Regions from separate parts of the Rattus norvegicus genome. Here region 2 is linked to region 1. A link is a contact called in public HiChIP or PLAC-seq data. All regions are on one chromosome and are shown on one strand. Each heading gives the region's core, a stretch centred on a gene start, on an enhancer-like site or on the middle of the called end of the contact. The rest is flanking DNA. Distances are from core to core; before and after follow the strand shown. Region 1 overlaps Gpt2 (glutamic--pyruvic transaminase 2). Region 2 overlaps LOC120098665 (a long non-coding RNA gene).

What was found. HiChIP or PLAC-seq counts read pairs in DNA pulled down with a chosen protein or histone mark.
Region 2: a contact with region 1 is called in an H3K27ac HiChIP or PLAC-seq map of oligodendrocytes, with 3 times the contacts expected there. The contact joins two enhancer-like sites. A contact is called at or near these places in 12 of 12 Hi-C or Micro-C datasets (the A7r5 cell line, the Rat2 cell line, Schwann cells and 7 more) and 1 of 1 datasets of contacts at active chromatin or transcription factors (oligodendrocytes).

The regions. Positions count from the first base shown.
Region 1 is chr19:37,711,378-37,718,395 of GRCr8, reverse strand. It overlaps Gpt2 (glutamic--pyruvic transaminase 2), which reads left to right. Exons shown (of 11, transcript NM_001012057.2): 4 at 496-626; 5 at 3,077-3,320. Among named protein-coding and RNA genes, the nearest start is that of Gpt2, 18 kb to the left of the region's middle. Within about 2 kb of position 3,340, at least 44 of the 93 cell types and tissues checked have an H3K27ac peak or open chromatin away from gene starts, as enhancers often do.
Region 2 is chr19:37,759,467-37,766,484 of GRCr8, reverse strand. It overlaps LOC120098665 (a long non-coding RNA gene), which reads left to right. Exons shown (of 3, transcript XR_005497091.2): 2 at 1-36; 3 at 3,256-3,383. Among named protein-coding and RNA genes, the nearest start is that of Gpt2, 30 kb to the right of the region's middle. Within about 2 kb of position 4,519, at least 1 of the 93 cell types and tissues checked has an H3K27ac peak or open chromatin away from gene starts, as enhancers often do.

The sequences.
Region 1 (7,018 bases), core at 2,091-4,590:
GGAGTTACAAACAGTTATAAGTCAGCATGGCTTATAACTGGGTGCTGGGAGCTATACTGGTGATGTCTAAGCAGAGGTGTAATGGGGAGGGGCAAGGAGCGGCCTCCAGGATCTGTGCTGGTGCCAGTTAGAACTGAGCTATTCTGGAGTACTCCCGTCACCCCATTCTCTCAAGTTCTATAGAACCATGTGCAAGCAACTAGCTAAAACCTGGAAAGCCTGGATCTACTGGACGCCGTTGTTGTAAAACCTTGCTTGACGCTTTAGAAACCAAGGCTCAATATACAGAAGGTGCTCGGTGAACTGGAAGGATGTGTGGGTGGATGGTTGAACCCAGGGAAGTAGGCATCTGGCCATGTCCCAGAGGAGTAGGAAAGAGGCCCCACCTTGGTGTTCACCGACATCTTTATCCCTAGGTAATCGTATGGACGTCAGACTCATTCTGTTGAGTCAGGCGCCTTGCCTCTCATCATCGTCTTGCTTGTTTTCTCACAGGGTCTTACAGTGCGAGCCAGGGCGTTAACTGTATCCGAGAGGACGTGGCAGCCTTTATCACCAGGAGAGATGGTGTACCTGCAGACCCAGACAACATTTACCTGACTACTGGAGCGAGCGACGGTATTTCTGTATGTGCAAAGGTGGACTTTGTTCGTTCGTTTGTTTTTCAAGACAGGGTTTCTCTAGGTAGTCCTGCAACTCTCTTCGTAGACCAGGCTGGCCTCAAACTCTCAGAGTGCTGGGACTAAAGGCATGTACCACCACACCTGATGGTGGTGACCAGCAACCTTGAAGATTAGGGTCAAGTGTTTGAAGTCACTGTGAAGTCGCTAGCCAGGCAGGATACAGGCTTGGTAGGTGGATCAGGCCACCCTCTGGTACCCCTGTGGCTTCCAGTCCCATGACCTTGGATATGACTGCAGCATCAGCTTCCTTCCAGAGGACCCAACAGCAGGTCCAGCTGGTGGGGAGCTATAGGATACCTGAGGTTGGCCTCTCTGTTGCTCAGCACATACTGTGTGTACTGTGTTCATCCTTTGCCAAGCACTGTGCTAGATGCTGGGGAGACCTTTGGGAACCAGGCTCGCCACTCAGTCTCTGCTTATATGCCAGCATTATGACAGACTGGCATTAGCACCACATACGTAATAGTGAAAAGAATAAATGCTGTAACAGCAGCAGGAGCTGTAAAGGCCCCTCTGAATACGACTGAAAGCTGCAGGAACATATGGGGGAAGGCAAGAGGGGAAGTGTTTTCTGGGCTGAAGATCAGTGTATACAAAGATCTTGATCTGAAAAGAGGCCCAGTATTTTAGAAATGAGTCCCAGGTGGGTGAGCGCACACAGTGGGGGATAATTACCAAAAATAGGGCCAGGGAAGCAAGTAATGGCTAAGTTCTAAGGGCCGTAGAAGCCACACCGAGGCTTAAGTAAGTCAGAACATTGGCGCTTCAGTAAAGGGAGGGAGTTCACATGATTCAATCAATGTTCTGTTCAGCCTTGGCCTGGCCAGGAAGAGCCAAGTAGCAGTAAGTGAGGGAGCTCAGCGCTTAGGAGATGAGGGCTCAGGCTGGGAGTCAGTCAGCAGCGGCGTGGGCACGTGGACTAGAGTTAGTGGCTGTGTGGCTGAAGTCTGAAGTTCTAGGCTTGTGGAGGGCACGGCCTCCTGGGTTTTTACTTGTGGGCTGGTTTTGCGTATTCATCTGGCTCTCAGCGTGCTGGGTAAGTGCCGTCCGCTTACCTCCACTCTTGGCACATTTCTCTTCGGCTCGAGCCCTCTGCTAAGCAAAGTTTGTGCGTTCTTCCCGTGTGAGCGGTGGTCGCTGTTGCCTTTTCTTTCTCATCAGGGCTCTTGTCTCCTCACAGGCTCTTTTGTTTTGAAGTTGAGTGTGTGTTTCCCTGAGCCTTTCAAAAAGATAATCTACTCGAGCCCATGGGGAAATGGGCCTGAGACAGTCAAGCGCGCACCGTGCTTTCCAGTCTGGCGAGATTCTTGGAGCGAGGAATTGAGCCTCAGATGAAGCCTGTGCACGTGTACAATGGAATGGATGTCTCCCATAGCTTGCTGATTCAGAGAACCACTGCCATTTTCAACAACACCTCACTCGACCCCACAGTTCGTTTTCTTAAGAAATAAATATGCACCCCACTTTGCTTAAAAAGAGGTGGGAGTAGCTGGGGGCACCATTTTGACTGTCTCTTATTTAGGAGTCTGTCCAGCCATGTGTGGGCCAACTGATGATTACGTTGAAGAAACTGAGTTTAAATGAGAATATCTGGGTGAAGTGTGGCTAGTTCTAGGGCAGGACCAGCTTGGATCCTGTTTTAGAAAGTGTTTGCTTGCTTGGTTGGTTAGGTGTTTTGAGACACGATCTCACAGTATAGCCCAGGTTGGCCTCAAACTCATGACAGCCCTGCCTCAGCCATCCAAGTACTGGAACTCTGTATGTGTCGCTCCATCCCTGTCAAGTGTCTTAGCCTTTTCCTCCATGCCATGCATTATGTCAAGAACGTTAGGATATTCTATGTTTCTTACCTACATCCACAGCGCCCCTCGTGCTCCAGGGAAGGAAACAAGTCAGGGAGATGAAGCAACTGTGATAGGGCTGTGCTAGAGGCCCTGGTAGACAGACATCCGTGACTGGAGCCCATCTGGCCCGTCTGCCCATTGCCTCTTGAAGGATGAGAGAAGCAGTAGGAACCCTATATAGAGAGGAACCCTATAGATTAGCGGTTCTCAACCTGTGGGTCTCGGCCTCTTTGGGGAATGATGACCCCTTTCACAGGGGTCACCTCGGACCACCGGAAAGCAGATGTTTACATGCAACAGCAGCAAAATTAGTTATAAAGTAGTGATAAATATAATTTTAGGGGGGTTGGGGATTTAGCTCAGTGGTAGAGCGCTTGCCTAGGAAGCGCAAGGCCCTGGGGTTCAGTCCCCAGCTCCAAAAAAAAAGAACCAAAAAAAAAAAATAATTTTAGGGTCGGGGTCACCACAACACGAGGAGGCGCTGTATTAAAGGGTTGTAGCGTTAGGACGGTCGAGAGCTGCTGCCGTAGGTGTTGCTTTTTGTCGCAGACGATCCTGAAGCTCCTGGTCTCCGGCGGTGGCAAGTCACGGACCGGGGTGATGATCCCCATCCCACAGTACCCCTTGTACTCCGCGGTCATCTCCGAGCTCGACGCCATCCAGGTGAACTACTATCTGGATGAGGACAACTGCTGGGCTTTGAACGTGGACGAGCTCCGGCGGGCACTGCGGCAAGCTAAAGACCACTGTGACCCTAAAGTTCTCTGCATCATCAACCCCGGAAACCCCACAGGTCTGTACCTGACTCTCTCGCCATGTTCGTAGGGGCTCAGAGTGACTGGTGCAAGTTACGCAAGGTTTTCTCTCCTCCAGTTTCCCAGTTCACTCCAGATTTGCTAACGTCTGTGAGACTCGCCTAAGGCCATCTCAGGAGAAAGAAGCAGGCACCTTTTTTTTGGTTTTTGTTTTGAGCAAGGCTGTATTACTGATGGGACCTGTTCTTTTTCATATTTTACCTCCAGTTGTAAAGACTCATCTCCCTAAGGCTTATTCACATAGACTACCACTGCTCACCTCAGTCTAAGGTCATTGACTTATTTCTCAACCGGAGAAACTCTTTCTTGTTTCTCAACTGGATTCAGAATGCTGGGGTATGGAGTGTGGCTTTTCCTTTGAGGAGAAAATTGGAAAGTACCCAAATTTTGTATATCTTTCTTTAGAGAGAGAAAAAAGTATACGGCCCTGCCTGTTATGAACTCCCCAGCTGCTGGCTCATGTGTCTCCAGGGCTCTTTGCATCAGAGAGCAAGAACTCCTTTCTCCTTTGTTGAGCTAAATTGAATTGAGGCCAGAATACATTAGAGCTGATTGTGGAATCTGCTGCTCTGAAATGCGAAATGATGCTTCAGTCTGCTGAAAACAGCCCTTTTAATTCCTGGGTGCAACTGACGCAGATACGCCGTGTGCACACTGTGTGTGCACTCCAGTGCCTCAGTGGTGGTGGGGACGATGACGTTCTGCCCACGACGCAGTTCAGGGGAGTGACACAGCACTGTGTTCTCGATTGCTCTGAGTATCGGCGTCACAAGGCGAGCTTTGAAAACCTCACAGACTAGTCCAGACGGCACGGCCGGCGAGAACCACTTCTTGAGGACTGTGGCTCCTAAACTTTTAGCTTGTTAAAGTGAAAAGTGCAGGCTGTGTTCACCGACATCTTAATGACTGGGCTAGGGCTGGAGAATTGGCAGGTATACGAGGTCCAAGATGACATTTCTGCTGATCCCAGGGCCACCCTTGGAACAGCAAGTCCTGTAGCATTTGTGTGCTGAGTCGGCTGTTGAGTCAGTCCTTTTTTGTTTGTGTCTTTGGAGACTGTGTTCCTGTCCGGTTTCATACTTGCTATGTCATCCGAGCAGGCCTCAGCCTCACAGCAGTCCTCCTCCAGGCTCTGAGTGCTGGGATTACAGGCGTGTGCCGCTGGCTTGTCTTTTAGTCAGGGTTTTCTACTCCAGTGTTTATATTAAACCTTTTACCTAGCTGCCTTGGAGAACATACCTCCTTCTCTAAGTAAAGAGATCCTATGACTGTATATTATTATAAGTAACATTCTGTCTCTGTGTCTGTCTGTCTGTCTGTGTGTCTGTCTGTCTCTGTCTGTCTGTCTCTGTCTGTCTCTGTCTGTCTGTCTCTCTGTCTTTTTCTGTCTCTGTCTCTGTCTGTCTCTCTCTCTCTCTGTTTGTCTCTCTGTCTCTCTGTCTCTCTGTCTCTGTCTCTCTCTCTCTCTGAGACTGGGTCTCACTATATAGCTCTGACCTTCCTGGAACTTACTATGTAGACCAGGCTGGTCTTGAACTCACAGACATCTGCCTGCCTCTGCCTCCCAAGGGCTGGAACTAAAGGTGTGCGTCATCATGTCTGGCCTCATAAGTAATTCTTATGAGAGTAACTTATGAATGGGCACTGTCTTTCCTTGCTTTCTGGGGCCTGACTGAATGGCAGCTAGTCAGCGACTAGAAGAGGGGTGGCAGGAAGTGGAAACTTCCCAACCACATACCACAGTCAGCTTGGCTAAAAGATGTCAAAGAAGCTTGGGATGTTAAGTCAGGGTGAACAGCTGTATGGCGGAGCTCTGGACTCTGGCATAAAGCAGTAACCTGAGTCAACACTATTGTGTTTGTTTCTCAGCTCCACTGTCCTCTGAGTTGGAGTCCTTCTTAGAATCTGTCCTTAGAGGGCCTTCAGCCATTGCTCGCCAGGTGAAACCTTCTGTGATCCCACTGAGTGTCCTAGGCCAGGAATTCACTGACCCATTTCTGAACAAGTCAAACCACTAGCACTCTGATAAGACAGTTCTTTTACTTATTCCTTTACCAGTCCTCCTTAGGCTGGCCTCGAACTTGCAACCCTCCTGCTTCAGCACACCAGGTGCTTGGGTGTGTGTCACTACACCTGGGGGTTAGGCCAGGGCCATTTCTCTTATTTCCTGCTGGGGTGTCCTCAGGAGCTGTGGTATATGTTACAGGGGAGAGGAGGTGTAATCACAGATGTTTCTGTCAGTTTATAGGGAATTCCTTAGACCCTTCTTCTGGTTTGGCCTTTAGGCACCTCTCTCTAGCTTTTTGGGCCTGGCCCCTGTAAAGCCATATATGACTTCCTCCTATTCTCACAACTGTTTGCGTTTTGCTCTTTGGTGTCTTAGTGTGCAACAATCGCAGTCCCAAGCCCTGGGTAAACATAAGCTCTTTATCTTCAAGTGTGCATCGTGTCTAGCAGTGGAATTTTTGTATCTTTCCCACCCTTTTCCTCCACCAGGATGAAACCTTTTCAAGACTCTGGTCCTTCTGTTCCTCTTTGTGACCCCTTTGCATTTTGTGAACATGTTTTTGTATATTCAGTGCTCACATTGTGCTTGTATTCAAGCAGATTTAGTTAGGAGACCCCACGAAGGGTTTGCAGGCTGCATCTACCCATAAACTGGCGAGCCCCTGTCTGCAAGAGTAGTGCTGGTTAGTGCTGGTTCCGTGTAGAAACCAAGGCCTGCCACTGTGCTGGAGTCCCAGAGCCCTGAGCTTGCTTCTTATAAAGAGTGGTGTGTGCTTGATGGCCAAAGAAATTTCAGTCTCTTACTTAAGAAATTGGCTTAATTTCTCTTAAGAAGGTGAAAATCTCGATTGACTCATTTTACGATACACTTATATTTTTATAGACATTTTTCATATCATTCTGTAGATAAATATATAAACTATTTTTTAGCCAAAAGGTAACATTCTATATACTTTTCTCCATTTTGATGTCTATACATGCAGAAATTATCCATGTGTATGTGTTATTTGTGTATATAGGCATATCATACATGCATGCTGTACACACAATCAAGAAATCAGTGAGCCCGACTGAGCACGCCAGAACTTCCTGGTGTCACACTCAAAGCCAGAGGAAAACACGGGCGTGGGGGTGGGGGTTTCCACTCCCACCTTCTCTTACCCTTTGCTCTCTGCCCCAGTGGTGTGCCTGCAGGCTGCTGACTTGTTTGAAACTGTTCTCTGACATGGGTAATGGGTGTGTCTTCCCTGCCGGTGTTGAGGCAGGTCCTGAAGGAAGCCAGGAACGGCAGTGTCTTCCCTCAGGGTTCCTAGTGGTGCCAGCTGCAAAAGCAGCTGGCCTGGCCAGAGGTACTAGCCTGACTCTTTCATTCATTCAGTGTTCTACAAGTCCTGCTTTGAGCATTCGCTGGCTCTCAGGGTGGATGATGAACTGGGATTAGCATGTCACTTGCTTGTGGGCGTGTGCATCTGCCTTTCTGGGAGGACACCCACAGATTTTGTTCAGTAACTCCAGCTCAGTTACCATATCAACCAGTACAGTTTTCTGCACTGTGCTGCTGGTGCGTAGTCTAGGAGCGGTAGGGACCCAATGAACTCCACTCCTTCAGTTTTATTTCCCTGCCCACTGTGACACTTCCACACCTTCCTGTCCTAGAGAAGGCACACAT
Region 2 (7,018 bases), core at 3,270-5,769, 47 kb before region 1:
GGCAACCACACCCAGAGAGATTAACAGTTTTATAAGGTATGTGAGTGAATTCGAACCCAATGGTTTTCACACAAAGTTTCCTTTCTCTCAACCTCCCAGGGAAGAAATTCCTTTCCTTGTAGTTCTGACCAAACTCCCAGATTTGCCCAGGGTCCAAACTCATCATCACTAAGTTAACTTCATGGGAGGAGAGAAGCTTATCAAAAACCCACACTCCACCAGTGGAAGGGGAAGCCTTGGGTCCTGCTAAGACTGAACCCCCAGTGAACTAGATTGTTGGGGGGAGGGCGGCAATGGGGGGAGGATGGGGAGGGGAACACCCATAAAGAAGGGGAGGGGGAGGGATTAGGGGGATGTTTGCCCGGAAACCGGGAAAGGGAATAACACTCGAAATGTATATAAGAAATACTCAAGTTAATAAAAAAAAAAAAAAAAAAAAAAAAAAACCAACAACAACAACAACAACAAAAAAAAAAACCCACACTCAATTCGGTTACACCAAGTGCCAGTTGTTAAAGAGGGGGGGGTCACGTGACAGTTAAATAAATCAGCAGAAGCCAGGATAGCGGGGCAGCTGGCTCTCTTTCCACTCTTTTAATTTACTTATTCATTTTATGCATATGAGTAACACTGTGGCTGTTTTCAGACACACCAGTAGAGGGCATCAGATCCCATTACAGATGGCTGCGAGCCACCATGTGGTTGCTGGGAATTGAACTCAGGACCTCTGGAGGAGCAGTCAGTGCTCTTAACCACTGAGTCATCTCTCTAGCCCCTCTCCATTCTTTCATCTATTTATCCAGTACACCTCAGTATGTTTTCCTGGAAGCCCTTCCTCTTACTCTCTCCACAGGTAAAAGGTTTTACTTATCCAATCTCTGGGTCCTCCCACCACATAGCCTGCTAGCATGTGTGACTTTGACACATTCCTAAGTTCTAAGCTGTGCAGTATCATATGCAGTTGCTGATGTAGTCTATGTCTTTCCACTATAGACTTCCACTATAGTGTTCACAGTGTTGGAAGACCCTGCTATTAAGGTTACTGTCCACCATGTCCAAATAGCTCTCCAAGACAGACACAAAATGGAGGGCTCCCCCTCTCAGCAGGGCCTCCTTTTCTCTGTCTGACCTTGTCTGGAGAGCACAACTCCCACATCCTCCTCCTGAGGAAAGTCATGTAGTCTTTGGCCAAACTGCAGGTTCAACTTCCTTTCTCCTGACAAGAACCTGCCTGGCAAGTTCCTGGAATTCCTCTTCCTGTAAATTCCTCTGCCCTCATCAATAATGTCCCCCTACCCTGGAAGTCCCTACCCACTCCCAAGATTTATATAGCTCTTGTCCACCTCAAATAAACTTGAGCTGTCTCACTGAAGCTGATCCCGAAAGTCATTCTGTCCCACTCATGGCTGTCTGAATCCCACCCCACACCTCTGCTCCCCTCACTCTCTTGGGCTGGGGGCTGATGACCTCTGAGGAAGAGGAGGCCAAACACAGGGATAAGGATTAAACTTTTCCAGAACCTATGACAGCAACTGGCATGTAGTAATGTCCCAACTAAATATCTTTAATTGATTTGATAATTATCTATTAGACAGCATGGTGTCTAATATTAATATTGTCAACTTTACAGGGTCCAGACGGCATGTGTGTAAGTGAGTTTGTAGATTAAGTTAACAGAGGTCGCTCACCCTAAATATTGGTTGCACCCTTCCATGGACTAGGTGGCACAAGCCTTTAATCTCAGTGGGACACAGAGGCAGGTGGATCTTTGTGAGTTCCTGGTCAGCTACGGCTACACACAAGTCTCAGTCTAAAAACAAAGCAAGAACAAAAACAAAAACCAACTTATCTTTTTTTTTTTTCTTTTTTTTTCCGGAGCTGGGGACCGAACCCAGGGCCTTGCGCTTGCTTGTCAAGTGCTCTACCACTGAGCTAAATCCCCAACCCCCCAACTTATCTTTTTAATACTTAGTAATTTGCACAGATTTTCATATAAAAGAACCCGCAATGATTAGCCTCATTAAACAAAGCAGTAACTGCAAAAAGCTATGTAAAAGCTCGTTAAACCAACTTAGTTTCTACTTCTAAAGGAATCTTTCAGTAAGGTAAATGTGTATCATCACCGATGCGCGGTTGTTTCTCTCACACGCAAGGACAAAGCACTTATTTTGTCAGAGCAAACAGATAAACACCAGGGTTTCAAATAGCGAGGTTGTTCAGATGCCAGATTTTTCTTGGATGCCCTTTTAAATGTGTAAGCTACTGAAAGGTCAGCATTATGCTACTTATAATGAAGCTTTTTAGGGCTGGAGAGATGGCTCAGCACTTAAAAGCAGTGGCTTCTCTACCAGAGGGCCCAGGCTCAACTGCCACACGGAGATCTGCAGCCATCTTTAACTCCAGTTCAGGGATCCAACAAGGGCACTGCGTATGTGTGGTGCGCAGACATACATGCAGACAAAACAGCCATGCACATGACAACTTTTTAAAGTTTATAAGTGATGACCATGATACTGGTGATGAAGACTTGTCCCAGAGGGATCCCCCAAAGCTCACAATTATCTATTTTAAGTTATGTGCCAGTTGGTTTTTGGAATCAGAAGCTAAAGGAAGGGGTTGGGGATTTAGCTCAGTGGTAGAGCGCTTGCCTAGCAAGCACAAGGCCCTGGGTTCGATCCCCAGCTCCGAAAAAAAGAAAAAAGAGGAAAAAAAAAAAAAAGAAGCTAAAGGAAGAAAACAGCAATTTCTCCAGTGTATCATGAATAGGTCCCATCCGTTGTATTGCTGTTCCTTTTTTTTTTTTTTTTTTTTTTGGAGCTGGGGACCGAACCCAGGGCCTTGCGCTTCCTAGGCAAGCACTCTACCACTGAGCTAAATCCCCAAACCTGTATTGCTGTTCCTTTAAGAGAGCAAAGCTGGGTGCAGCTGTGTGGGTGGGCAGCTTTTCTTGTTAGCCCTCGGTGGCCTCACGGTTTGAGTGAGACATCTCCCAGAGCTTTGACCATTTAAATGCTTTGTCATTCCCCTACCCTCACCCCCTACTGGTGATACTCTTTGGGGAGGCTTAGGAGTGTGGCCTTGAAGGAAGTAGGTTGCAAGGGGTAGGATTTGAGAATTTAAAGACAAAAAAGAGAGATAGAAAGAAAGAAAGAAAGAAAGAAAGAAAGAAAGAAAGAAAGAAAGAAAGAAAGAAAGAAGAGAGAAAGGAAAGCAGGCAAGGGAGTAAAGCAAAGCTCTCTACTTTGCTTTCTCTAGCTCTTGCCTGTGCTTCAAGATGTGAGACATCCTCTCCTCCTGTGCCTGTCACCAATGTTTTCTGTCTCTACCATGATGAATTCTTCTCCCTCTGGAACTTTGTAAGCCAAATAAACCCTTCTTTCTTTAAGTTATCTTGGGCATGGTGTTTTATCACAGCAACAGACAAGTAATTAACATACCCTCTGTAGATATGCACAGCTCACAGTCTCCAGGAGTTCTCCATCTTGCTCCTCCAGTCCCATGGGGTTCCCTTGCATTCCCCCTTTCTCAGTGGGGTTAACCAAGCTACTCAGCCTGGCCCAGGACCAAAGGAAAGCAAGATAGTGCCCTGGCCTGATGTGCCCATGGCTCATGCTGTCTCTGATGCCTATACATATTTCTAGGCACAGAGCCATAAGACATCAATGTACTGGACTTAAAATAGTTATTTACTTAAAAGACTTCAGCACAAACGAATATGTAAATGAGCTTTGGCTTGGTTAAGACAATTTCCAAAGATGGCCAGAAATCAGAAGTAGAAACACAATAGTTTTTAAACAAAACTTAAAGTCCTGTCTTTTTAGTCAATTAGGATGCTACAGAGAGAATAATATCCTTAACTATGTCTTGTTTCTCAAATGACAGGGCTAGCCTGCAGACCCAGAGCTCCAGGATCTCCATAACACAGGGCAATAATAGGATATCCAAGAGAGGTCCCTGTGAGGATTCAGTATACATGGAGTAGCAGAAGCCCAGGCCTTGAACCAGACCGACTCATTGCAATGAACATTTGCAAGTAAAGATGTGTGGACAGAAGGGTATACTGTGGGACACGCTGTGACACACCACAGCTTCCAGGACAAGATCTTTTAAAAAAAAAATCTTATTTTACTCTCTTTGGGGTGGGAGTGGAGGTCACGAGGGTGGATACAAAGGGACAGGGAGAAGAATGGTGTTGGGGTGCAGGACAACACAGATGCTATGAAATTCACAAGAAGTCAATAACAACTTTAAAAAAAGAATGTCTTGTTGCATTAGATATGAAGTGGGTTCTAGTTTTTCTCCTGATGTCTTTACATTAGAACATTTACAATTTTTAAGTAGCCTACTCTCATTTTATTAGGTTTTCTCCTGATAGTTTTTCTCCTATATTCTTTTCAGCCTTGGATTAAAGACAGACCAAATTTTCCTAATAAATAATGGAAAGTCCGACAGTTTCAATCATTAATATTAAAGTTTCAAAATGTCCAAGGATGCCAGGTGGCCGGTTATGCGTTCAGACTGCTTTATATTTTGCCCAGGTCCCCAGGAGATGAAGAATCTATACAAAGCATGAATTAGATTTCAGATAGCCATTCATTTCCACTCACTAATTGATCAACTTCCTTTCCCAGCCACCTCATGACCTTCCCCAAATACTTAGTGGATGCCAGGGCAAAACCAGACAACAGTTTTTAAAATATTCAGTTGCATTGTTTTTGTTTTTAAAGATATATTTATTATATAAAAGTACACTGTAGCTGTCTTCAGACACACCAGAAGAGGGCATCGGATCCCATTACAGATGGTTGTGAGCCACCATGTGGTTGCTGGGATTTGAACTCAGGACCTCTGGAAGAGCAGGCAGTGCTCTTAACCACTGAGCCATCTCTCCAGCCAGCATTGTTTTTATTTATGTAGAAGTGTGTGCATGAGTGCAGGTGCCCACAAAGGCATGAGGACAGCGCTGGATTCCATGGAGCTGGGAGCTGACAGTGAGTCACTTGATGTGATGTTAGGAACTGAACTCCAGTCCTCTGTAAGAGCAAAGGCACTCTTGACTGTCGAACCATCTCTCCAGCTGTCCCATCCATCCCCATTTTATTTTATTTTATTTTATTTTATTTTATTTTATTTTATTTTATTTTATTTTCAGAGCTGGGGACCGAACCCAGGGCCTTGCGGTTGCTAGGCAAGCGCTCTACCACTGAGCCAAATCCCCAACCCCCATCCCCATTTTAATATCACTTACATTTTGAATGTCTGAAAGGTTGAATTGAGGTAGGATAGAAAGCTTAGGAATTTGGGGGGAAATATGAGAGAGAAAGAACCCCTCTGTCTTGGAGTTTTAGAAAAACCACTGGAGAAGGGGGGATTTCAATACCATTAACGTTTTCTGTAGAGACCATGAACAACAATTTCTAGAAAGAACCTGAGTCTCGTAAAGGCTGATTTCTTTGAACAGAAGTGGTATGGGGAGACCGGGATGTTCCAGGACCAGAGCCTAATTGTTGTGAGGTATCCACCACAGAAGGACACATAGAAACTGGTTCAAGGCAATAGAGTCTTTATTAGCCGGTCTGTGACTAGACTGGGTGTTTGGGACCCCAGTGAAGTCCCAAACCTTCTTCAGGGTAAGCTTTTAAGCACAAAAATCATGCCCTGGGTTGACAGATTTCAGTTCACAAGAACAGTTAACCAGAAGCAGAACTACGGAAGCCAAAAAGCAGGGTTAGTACATTTAGGGATTTGCCAAGAAGTATGGACTTTAATGGGTCAGGCCTTTGTTTTAGTTTGGGCAAGTGGTGCTGTCGGGTGCTGAGTTTTACAGCCTGACCACCACAGAGTCAGGTGTGCTCAGGTATGGGGGCCTTCTAATTACATAGTTATGATTTGTTTGGACATATCTCTAGCCCCCTAAATAGCCATTTCTGGCCCATCACTGTATCAGACATAACAACCTGTGATTAACAGATCAAACCCTTTTGGAGTCTATTAGCTTAGTAGACCATGAGCAGACCACCAGCCCAAAAGGCTAAGAATCTGATGAGGTGACATTTGATGATTTTGCTCTGGGTGGTGGTTTGACGAGGAATGGCCCCCATAGACTCATGTGTTTGAATGCTTGGTCACCAGGGAGTGGCGCTATTAAGAGATATGGCCTTGTTGAAGTATGTATGGCCTTATTGGAGAAGGTGCGTCACTGGGAGGTGGTGAGCTTGAAGTTTTAGAAACTCAAGCTAGGCCTAGAGCAGGCACTTCCTGCTACCTGTAGATCCAGACGTAGAATTCTCATGGTGCTCCTTTTCTAGCACCATGTCTGCCTGTCTGGATGAAAATAGACTGAACCTCTGAGACTGTAAGCCAGCCCCAATGAAATGTTTCCTTTACAGAAGTTGCCTTGGTCATGGTGTCTCTTCACAGCAATAGAACCCTAACAAAGACACTCCAATTGGCTGTTACTCTCCTCTCTGATGTGACCATCAGTGTATTCTTAAAGTGTCTTGATTTTTTGATTTTGTTCTGTTATCATAAGAACTTCATGAAACTTTTTAATGTTGGAACACAGAATTTAGGGTAACCAAATTGACAAGAATAGAGACTTCTTTTACATTTAGGTCTTTTATGTTAATACAGCAATGACCCAGCTTCAGGACCAAGTATAAATGGCCTAGGATACCGCCTCAATCCACTCCCTGACATTGTCTGAGAATCTCATACAAAAATAAGCCTCTATTAAAAATATCTTTGGGGCTGGAGAGGTGGTTCAGTAGTTAAGAACGCTCACTGCTCTCCCAGAGGTCCTGAGTTCAATTCCCAGCAACCACATGGTGGCTCACAACCATCTGTCATGGGATCCGATGCCCTCTTCTGGTGTGTCTGAAGACAGCAACAGTGTGCTCATACAAAATAAAATAAATAAATCTTTAAAAATATCTTTGAATCTGAATTACTACACTGGCTAGCCCTGAAATTCCTTTTGAAATCAAAGCTACAAATCCTGGTTAGACTTAAGTTGGGG